2 separate regions of the Muntiacus reevesi genome follow, and region 1 is linked to region 2. The links are chromatin contacts, called in public Hi-C maps. All regions are on one chromosome and are shown on one strand. The core of a region is the stretch at or near the end of the contact, and the rest is flanking DNA. Distances in the headings are between cores, read along the strand shown.

Region 1 (4,089 bases), core at 1,519-4,018, 310 kb before region 2:
TGTGTTTCGGTGCCTTGTATTTATTTCCCCACGAAAGCTCCCCCTCCATCTCGCCGAGGTGTGGGTGTGAGCTCCACCTTCCCCACCACGAGATAAATGTTAACGCAGACTTCTTGCTGGCAGCCCCCGCGGGCGTGTTCTGCACTTAAGAGAGGAGTGCACGCCGGCAGCCAGTGCCCAGGCTGGGAGTCCCCCCGCAAGGATGGACGCTTGCTTTAGTTTCCCAGTTTACTTTCCTAATTTAAAGTATCGACGTTAAAACGCACGCCCCCGGGGTGAACACCTCCGGGCCCGAGCCCCGCGCCCGTCACTGTGCACGTGGGCGCATCTGCGTGTGCGCACACGCGGGAGTCGTGGTCCCCGGGGCGGCCTCTGGTCGCCGCGCTGGTGGCGACCCTTGGGGTGCTTGGCAGGCTTCGGGAGAGGCACATGAAGGATTTCATTGAGTGTGAAGACAGAGAGCAGAGACAGAAAGCAGAAGGAGGCGGCTGCAGCCTTTGTAGTCGCGGAGGAATGCGGAAATGTTGAAGCACTCTGTCAAACTTTTTGAAATGGGGTCAAGTCACATTCAGCCAGCGTGGGAAAGCAACAACAACAACAAAAAAGTGGACGGGGCGGGGGGGAGGCACGGCTGCTCCCGTTTCTCTCCGCCGGAGCCGACAGTCCGGGGAGCGAGGGGGGAGAGCCGGGCGGGCGGTGCGGGGCCGGGCGGGGGCGGCGGGCGCAGCTCCCTGCGGGGGTGGGACGTCCCCGCCGCTTCCTCCGCCGCCCGGCGGCGGGCAGGCCTGGGGCGCGGAGGGGGCCCGCGGGAGGGGGCGGGCGGCGCGCTCGCCGCGGCTCCTCCGCTACCTGTGTGGCCCTCGGCCTGGCTCCGACCGCTGGGTCCTCGGCTCGGGGGGCTCGTTCTTCGGCTCCCCCAGGACTGGCCTTCACCTTTTAAGGAGAATTCTGAATGGAGAGAGTGTGAGGAGCCCGGTGCTCGCTGCGGTCCCCTCCGCCCGCAGACCGCGGGAGTCGCGCAGTCTGTGTCTTTAATTCCTGGCGGAAGGCGAGCGAGCCAGAGGTGCGGGGCAGGTAATTCCGAGGAGCTCCGGGAATTTCGGACACGCAGTCGGAGCGGCGAATGTCCGGCGGAGACCACAGCGTTGGTGGAGCGGAGGTCCTGGGTCCTGGATTGCAGCTTGAATGGGAAAGAAGAGTGCGACCCCCACCCCCGCTTTGTTGTGTGTGTATGGGGGGGTGTGGTGGGTTCCGGGCGCCACTGGCTGCAGTTCGGACCCGACCTTAAGCTGAAAGGGGAGTGGAGCAACCACCTCTGCTACCTACTTCAGGAACAACCCTGAGAGTGGGGAAAGGTTCGCGAGTCCCGGCCTCGGGGGCGCAACCCCTTTTCGCTTCCCCCTGGAGGCAGCCTTTACTCCCCCCGCCCCTCGCCCTTTTTAAGGGGAGGCTGTTTCGCTCAGGTTGCAATCGGTTGAAAAATTCAAGGCGAGTCACGATTATGCCGCCTTGCTTCTGAAGTTCTCCAAGGAGACGACCAGCTGAACTGCGGCAAGCACCTCTTTATCCCATTCTTAGGGTTCGGCAGGCGACTTCACCCGCTCACCCCCCCGCCGCCCCGCCACACCGCAGGGGGAGGCATCGCTCACCCACTCCAGAGGAGCGGGAGCTCCCGCCCTCTCGGATCTGATGGCTTTCCACCAGGGAGGTCTTCCCAAGTCAGAGGAAGGATTCCGTTTCCAACCCAGACTCTTTTACCCTAAAAAGACCATTTGTGTGTCGTCTTTAAATGTCTCCTCGTAGAAAAACTGAAAGTAGAAAGGAAGCAATTTCCGAGCAGATGTCTGACCACCCCTCCTCGCACACTCCCAGCATCGGGTTACAAAGGTCCTGGGAGCCCCCACCCACATTCTGCGGCCGCACTCGGGCGGACCCGAGGTCTCTCCACAGCGGGCTGCGCACGACCCCAGAACGCCCCCACGGCACCCACGGAGCCCCTGTCCCCCGACGTCCAGGCCCGGCAGGCAGGGAGGGCAGCAGCGCAACACAATAATACAGGGAAATATTAAGCCGTGACATTGACGTGCCCGGCGCCTCCCCTCCCCCGCGCTCCCGGCACACTCTGGGCTGCTTGGCACGCCCCCTCTCGTTCCACTGCGTCCCGCGCCCGGCGCTCATCCCCGAGGGGCCCCTGCAACCTCTCCGCACGAAGACGGCTCCAGCTCTGCAGGGAAAGAAAAGTAACTTCGTTTTTCTCGGAGGAACCAGGAAGGATTAAGCGGCCTGGGAGAGGGCAGGAGCTCGCAGAGGGTAGCGATGGGGGCTGCGTAGAGGAGGAGGAGGGGTCCCTGTAGGAACCCCGGAGAAGGCGCCTGGGATGTCTGATTACACTTTCTTCTTGTCCTCCTGTCTCCTCCTTTAGGTGGAATGACCGTGGGCTGAGACGCGCTCGGGCTGAGACTGAGACTATGTAATCGCCTCGGTGACTGCAGAGGACTGCGCTTCGGGGAGGGAAGAGGAGGGATCGGCTCGCTCCTCGGCGACTCAGCAGGCGGAGTTTCAGAGCGGCGGCACCAGGGTTGCGCCCGCCCGCGGGGAGGTCGCTCCATCCAGCCCCGGCGGCCGCGAGAGTCCGAGCGCCCGAGCGCGGTAGTCGGCGGGGGGTGAGAGCGAGCGAGACCGAGCTCCGGGGCGCGAGGGAGTCGGCCGGGGAGTCCGGGAGGAGGCGAGCGGCGGCCACCAGCGAGCCGAGCGCGCCCCCCGCCCGCGCCAGCGGCACCGCGCCGGGCGGCGTCCGGGCGGCATGGAGAAGGACGGCCTGAGCCGTGCTGACCAGCAGTATGAGTGCGTGGCGGAGATCGGGGAGGGCGCCTACGGGAAGGTGTTCAAGGCCCGGGACCTGAAGAACGGAGGCCGTTTCGTGGCGCTGAAACGCGTGCGAGTGCAGACTGGCGAGGAGGGCATGCCGCTCTCCACCATCCGCGAGGTGGCGGTGCTGAGGCACCTGGAGACCTTCGAGCACCCCAACGTGGTCAGGTGAGCGGTGGATCGGCGCCCGTGCCGTCGGGGGCCGTGCGCTGGGGGAGGGCCTGGGGTCCCCGGCCCCGCGAGGATGCTGCGCGGGCGGGGGAGGCAGGGCGCCATCCGTCGACCTTACGGAGTGAGAGTGAGTTTTGTCGACAGAGCCACGAGCCAGAGCTGGCGACCTTGCCAGACAGCGAGCAAAAAGACCAGTCAGAAAATATGACCTGCGCAGCCTTCCCCGCCGCTGTGCCAGTTCCAAGTGTTTTCCTCCCGGTTCTTCCTGAAAGGGGTCCGGAAAGATGGGTGTCCTTTAGGGGACAGAACAAGGCAACCTGAGACGGGCGCCCAGCCCCCCAGGCCCCCGCGTAGTTTTCTTGGCCATTGGGGGAGTTTTTGAGAGAATGAATGAGAGGTAACAGGGTATGGTGGTAATTAGTAGGGGAAAAAAGTCTTCTGCCAGAGCCTCGTATAAATGAGGTTTTAAAGTGCAGAAACACTTGAGAATAATTTTGTCAATTACACCTACATTTTCTTTTCGCTAACGTTGCATAATGATAAGGATTCCTGATGAAGGACTTCAGTGCCGACGCCCAGTTTGTATCATTTTTAAAATGTCTTCCAAACATGTTACCTGTTCGTATTATTTTGTGTGTCTGAGAGGGCATAGTCCTTAGGCTCCTTCTCCAGGCAGTCAGTCCAGGTTATGGAATATTTAGATTGCAAACGTCCTGCCCAGGATTCTCCTCGGTGGGCTGTGCTGGCGGGTGGGGAGGCAGCAGCTTTTACAGTGTCTCTTGTGTGGGAACCAGTATTAAACCAAAGTGTGTGTGACTTTGGATAATGGTGTTTTCTTAGTGATCCTGGAATTTCCCCATTGTGTGTTTGACATTGTGTGGTGTGTCATCCTTTTCTTTTTTTAAACAGAGGTGCATAGTTTTAAGCTGAAAAGGAATGCCCAGAAACTTCTACAAATTAGGGTGTGATTTTACCTTTCTCAACTTCTAAGATAATAAGTTGGAGAAAGGAGGTCTTGAGGTCTTCTTCCTGTCTCCTCATCTGTCCAGG
Region 2 (3,982 bases), core at 179-2,678:
GGTCTTGAAGCATATTAATGACAAGAATATGAGATAAGGCATTTCATATTTCCCTTACTAGAGCAGAGGATTTATGCTATACAGAAGAAAAAAAAACATGGGGTCAATTCATATAGATGCATAACAAGAAATGTTAACAGCTAATGTTTACTGCATTCTGAACAGGAGGCATTTGCTAAGCCCTTTACATGGATTATCTCATTTCATCCTCATACAACTTAAGTAAGTAGATCCCTTTTTTACCATACACATTTTATAAAACAGGAAAACAGATTTAATGGGATTAAATAACTTGCCCAAGGTCATGATTAGTAAGCAGTGAAACCTGAAAACTTAGTCCAAACCCAGTTTTTAATCTACCACACTACAAAGACAGAAAATAGTTAAGCAAAAAAAAAAAATAATAATAAATAATAAATAAATAAAAATAGTTAAGCATGGGGATGACCTGATGGACAGACTTGATAAAGCTAACACCTACATTAAGAATATTGGAGAAAAATAAAAAGCCATGTTAAACTACTGGGTAATTCATGAAAGAATGCGGGAGGCCAAAATGACAGCAATGGCAACAGAGGAAATGAGACACTGCTTAACTTGCACATTACCTTGCGCTCTGTAAATTGAGAAATTTAATAAGATAAACCTCTGTAAAGTCTTCTGCTGGGTATTCGTCTAGAGCATTGTACTGTTCAATTGCACCATATAGAGCAAATCGCTCAACTAATTCCTTCATTGCTCCCACTGCAGGAACTCCTTGTATTAGTAAGTACCAAGACTCCAAGTTGATTGTATATACCTAAAACAAATGCAGACACATTAAATGTATTTCACAAACAAGCCTAAGACAAACCTGTTACTATTAAAAAAAAAAAAAAAGCTGAAAACAAGAACTACTCTGGTCAGGTCTGCAGAAAAGTTTTTAAAAAACCTGCCCCTCTCTTTGCATAAACAGTAACTAACCCTACGTGTGAGAGCTTCAAGCTAAAGCACATAATAGACTACCTCCAATCGATACGTCTTCAGAAGTTGCCTCGGTAAATGTTACAGGAAAGAGTTAAATATTCACTACTGTAAACACATACCCCGTTTTCACGGAGCTCCAACAGTTGACTGATACTCCGCGAGAGTATCTGGTACCTGAGTACCAGCGTTCCTCACACTCACCTCCAGCAAATGGATGTGACCGCAGCCTTTGAAGACTTCATTTACATTAACTAGGCGTGTGAAGCTACAGCTCACATAAAGCTACCGACGACAACGAATGAAACCAAAATCACTTTACCTTCACAGCGCGAGGCCGTCGGCCCTCCCGATACTTGGCTCTCGAGTCGCACACAGCCCTTTGGACGTGGTGGTCGAATACGCCGCCAACTTGCCCTCCGCTCGACGCCATCTTGGCGGCTTTGGCCCTCGCAGAGAGGACAACATCCGCCTTGTTGCCCTCCGGATTATCCAATAAGAGAGAGGGATGGGTCAAGGCGCGCCGAGATTGGCTGAAGGGTCGACAGGGTTGGCCATCGCTTCCTGTGAGCAAGTAGTCGGCGAGCGAGCTGCCGCCCTCCAGCGGCGCGGCGGAGAGGCCCGCCGAGCCGGCGTGGGCGTGCTTGCCGCTCCGGCTGCCGCGGCGCGGCGGGCGCGAGGGGCGGGGCCTGGGCGCGGGGCCGACCGAGCGACTCTGGCCCGGACGCGCTCGGCCCGCAGTTAGCCCGCGTCCGCTGGGGTGGGCCTCCGGGGGGACCTCGCTTGCGGAGGATGTGGGGCGGCGGTCGGCTGGCGGGTTCTGGTGGCGGGGCGGCCGTGACCGTGGCCTTCACCAACACGCGCGACTGCTTCCTTCACTTGCCGCGGCGCCTAGTGGCCCAGCTGCACTTGCTCCAGGTAACGCGCCCGCCCCACGGACTCCCCAGCCCGGACTCGGGACTCCGGGGGGGCCGCCTGCGGTCGCCCGGGACCCGGGCCTTTTCGGGCGCAGCGGCCGCTCGGGCGTCTCCCGACGGCGGGACGCGGGCTGCTCTCCCCGCGCCGCCGACCTGTTCAGCGGCGAGACCGTGGGCCGCTCCGGAGCAGGGCCGGTCCGGGCGGTCTTTGCAGCCCTGCGACGTCGGGTGCAGCCCCAGGCCTTTGCGTTAACTTGCCGTACGGGTTCCAGGTCTTCACTGGGTGAAACTGGGCTTTCACACATGCTGGTAATTCTACCTTTGAGTTCCCCTGTTCCTCACTCCAGGTTGGAAAAGCTTTGGCGAAGTCGAGTTTGTCTTTGCGGGTTTTCTTTTTTTTTCTTTCGTAAAAAACGTTTTTCCTGCCAGTGATTTCCAGGTGCGCCTGCCTGTCTGTGGCCCAGGAGTCCCTGTAAATTAATAGAGACCGAGTCGCGAGCGAGATAGTTTATTAAGATGAAGGTTCTCGCTGCGTCTCCGCGGCTCAGAATACCTCCGAGGTGTGCCCGGAACGTGCAGTGGGACTATGCATACTTGGACCTCTGCAGGCAGTTGCCCTCTGGACATTGTGATTGTGGTAGTTCATAGTTCTAACCACATCCCTAGTTTCGTAATTATAAAACAGAGGCACCTGGTCTAAGAGTTTGAGTGTGCTGTGAGGACATAAAGATAGAATAGTTGAAATCTTTGAAAATCCTGGATGCATAGTACCCACTACGGGCTAATCCTTGCAGGAAATATTTAGGAGTTTGCAATAATTTTAAATATCCCACCTCTCCATTTTAGCTACTTCCCTGTAATTACTTTCCTAGATTGTTTTTCCCCCCAGTCTTTCAAAGCATGTTAATTTCAGTAGCTCCTGCCATTATTGCTTTTACAATAGAGAGTCTTTCTGGGCCTCCCAGGTGACAGCTAGTGGTAAAGAAGCCTTGGACCAATGTAGGGGATATAAGAGACGCCGGTTCGATTCCTGGGTGGGGAAGATCCCCTGAAGGAGAAAATGGCAACCCAGTCCAGTATTCTTGCCTGGAGAATTCCAGGAACCGAGGAACCTCGCGGGCTACAGTCCATGGGGTGGCGAAGAGTCACAGAGCATCTGAGCCGCAGACAGTCTCTAGGCTCTGATGATATCCTTCATGGCAGGAGGTGAGTTAGTTTTGTCACCAAGTCCTAGGTAGATCCTGCCGCCCTGTACTCAGTCAGCTCTGATGGAAATTTAAATCATCACCTCCAGACTTTATTGGAAACACTCCTCACCTGCTGAGCTTATAGAAGTGCTTCCTTACAGTAACTAATTTGCTCCTAGAATGTGGGTGCTGTATTAGGTTTAATGGTCTTCATCTTTGTTTTAAATTTTGAGCCTTTGATAAGTATTTGTAAGAATTAATTCATGGATATCTTTATGAAACCTAAACCCCTTTCGCCTTGGAACAAACTGTTGTTTCTGTCTAACCTGTGTCAGAAGACCAGGCCAACTCTTCTCCTTAATTTTAAAAGTAATACATTATGTAGAAATTTTGGAAAGCATGGAAAACTATAAACAAGAGAATAAAAGCTACCCATAACTCCCAAACCTAGAGATAACAAATGTTAACAGTTTGGATCAAATCTTCCAGTTTTGTTTCAAATCTTCATTTATTTCAAATCTCGATTTTTAACAGAGATCGAGGCCTGCACACACTGGTAGTTTTGTATACTGATATTTTCTTACAGTCTTATGAGTGTTTTATTTTATTAAAAGGTAATTGTCTTTTTTTTTTGAAAGTTGCTCAGTCGTGTCCAACTCTTTGCCACCCCATGGATTATGGGGTCCATGGAATTCTCCAAGCCAGAATACTGGAGTGGGTAGCCTTTCCCTTCTCCAGGGCATCTTCCCAACCCAGGGATCAAACCCAAGTCTCCTGCATTGCAGGTGGATTCTTTACTAGCTGAACCACCAGGCAAGCCTGGTAATTGTCATTTTTTAGAGGTATTGATTAGCGTTCTGTCATAAGTTTGCCATAATTGTTCACTGGTTGAACGTTTATATTGCATTCAGTTTT

What was found. Hi-C and Micro-C count contacts between places; a contact is called where the count stands out from the background.
Region 1: a Hi-C map of muscle shows a contact between it and region 2, with 2.9 times the contacts expected there. The contact joins the promoter of CDK6 here to the promoter of RBM48 in region 2. A contact is called at or near these places in 2 of 3 Hi-C or Micro-C datasets (blood and muscle).

The regions. Positions count from the first base shown.
Region 1 is chr6:9,790,140-9,794,228 of mMunRee1.1, reverse strand. It overlaps CDK6 (cyclin dependent kinase 6), which reads left to right and starts at 2,768. Exons shown (of 6, transcript XM_065938631.1): 1 at 2,768-3,036. The coding sequence starts at 2,804.
Region 2 is chr6:9,479,856-9,483,837 of mMunRee1.1, reverse strand. It overlaps RBM48 (RNA binding motif protein 48), which reads right to left and starts at 1,428. Exons shown (of 5, transcript XM_065939788.1): 1 at 1,286-1,428; 2 at 609-799. The coding sequence starts at 1,396. PEX1 (peroxisomal biogenesis factor 1) reads left to right here and starts at 1,658. Exons shown (of 24, transcript XM_065938647.1): 1 at 1,658-1,881. The coding sequence starts at 1,756.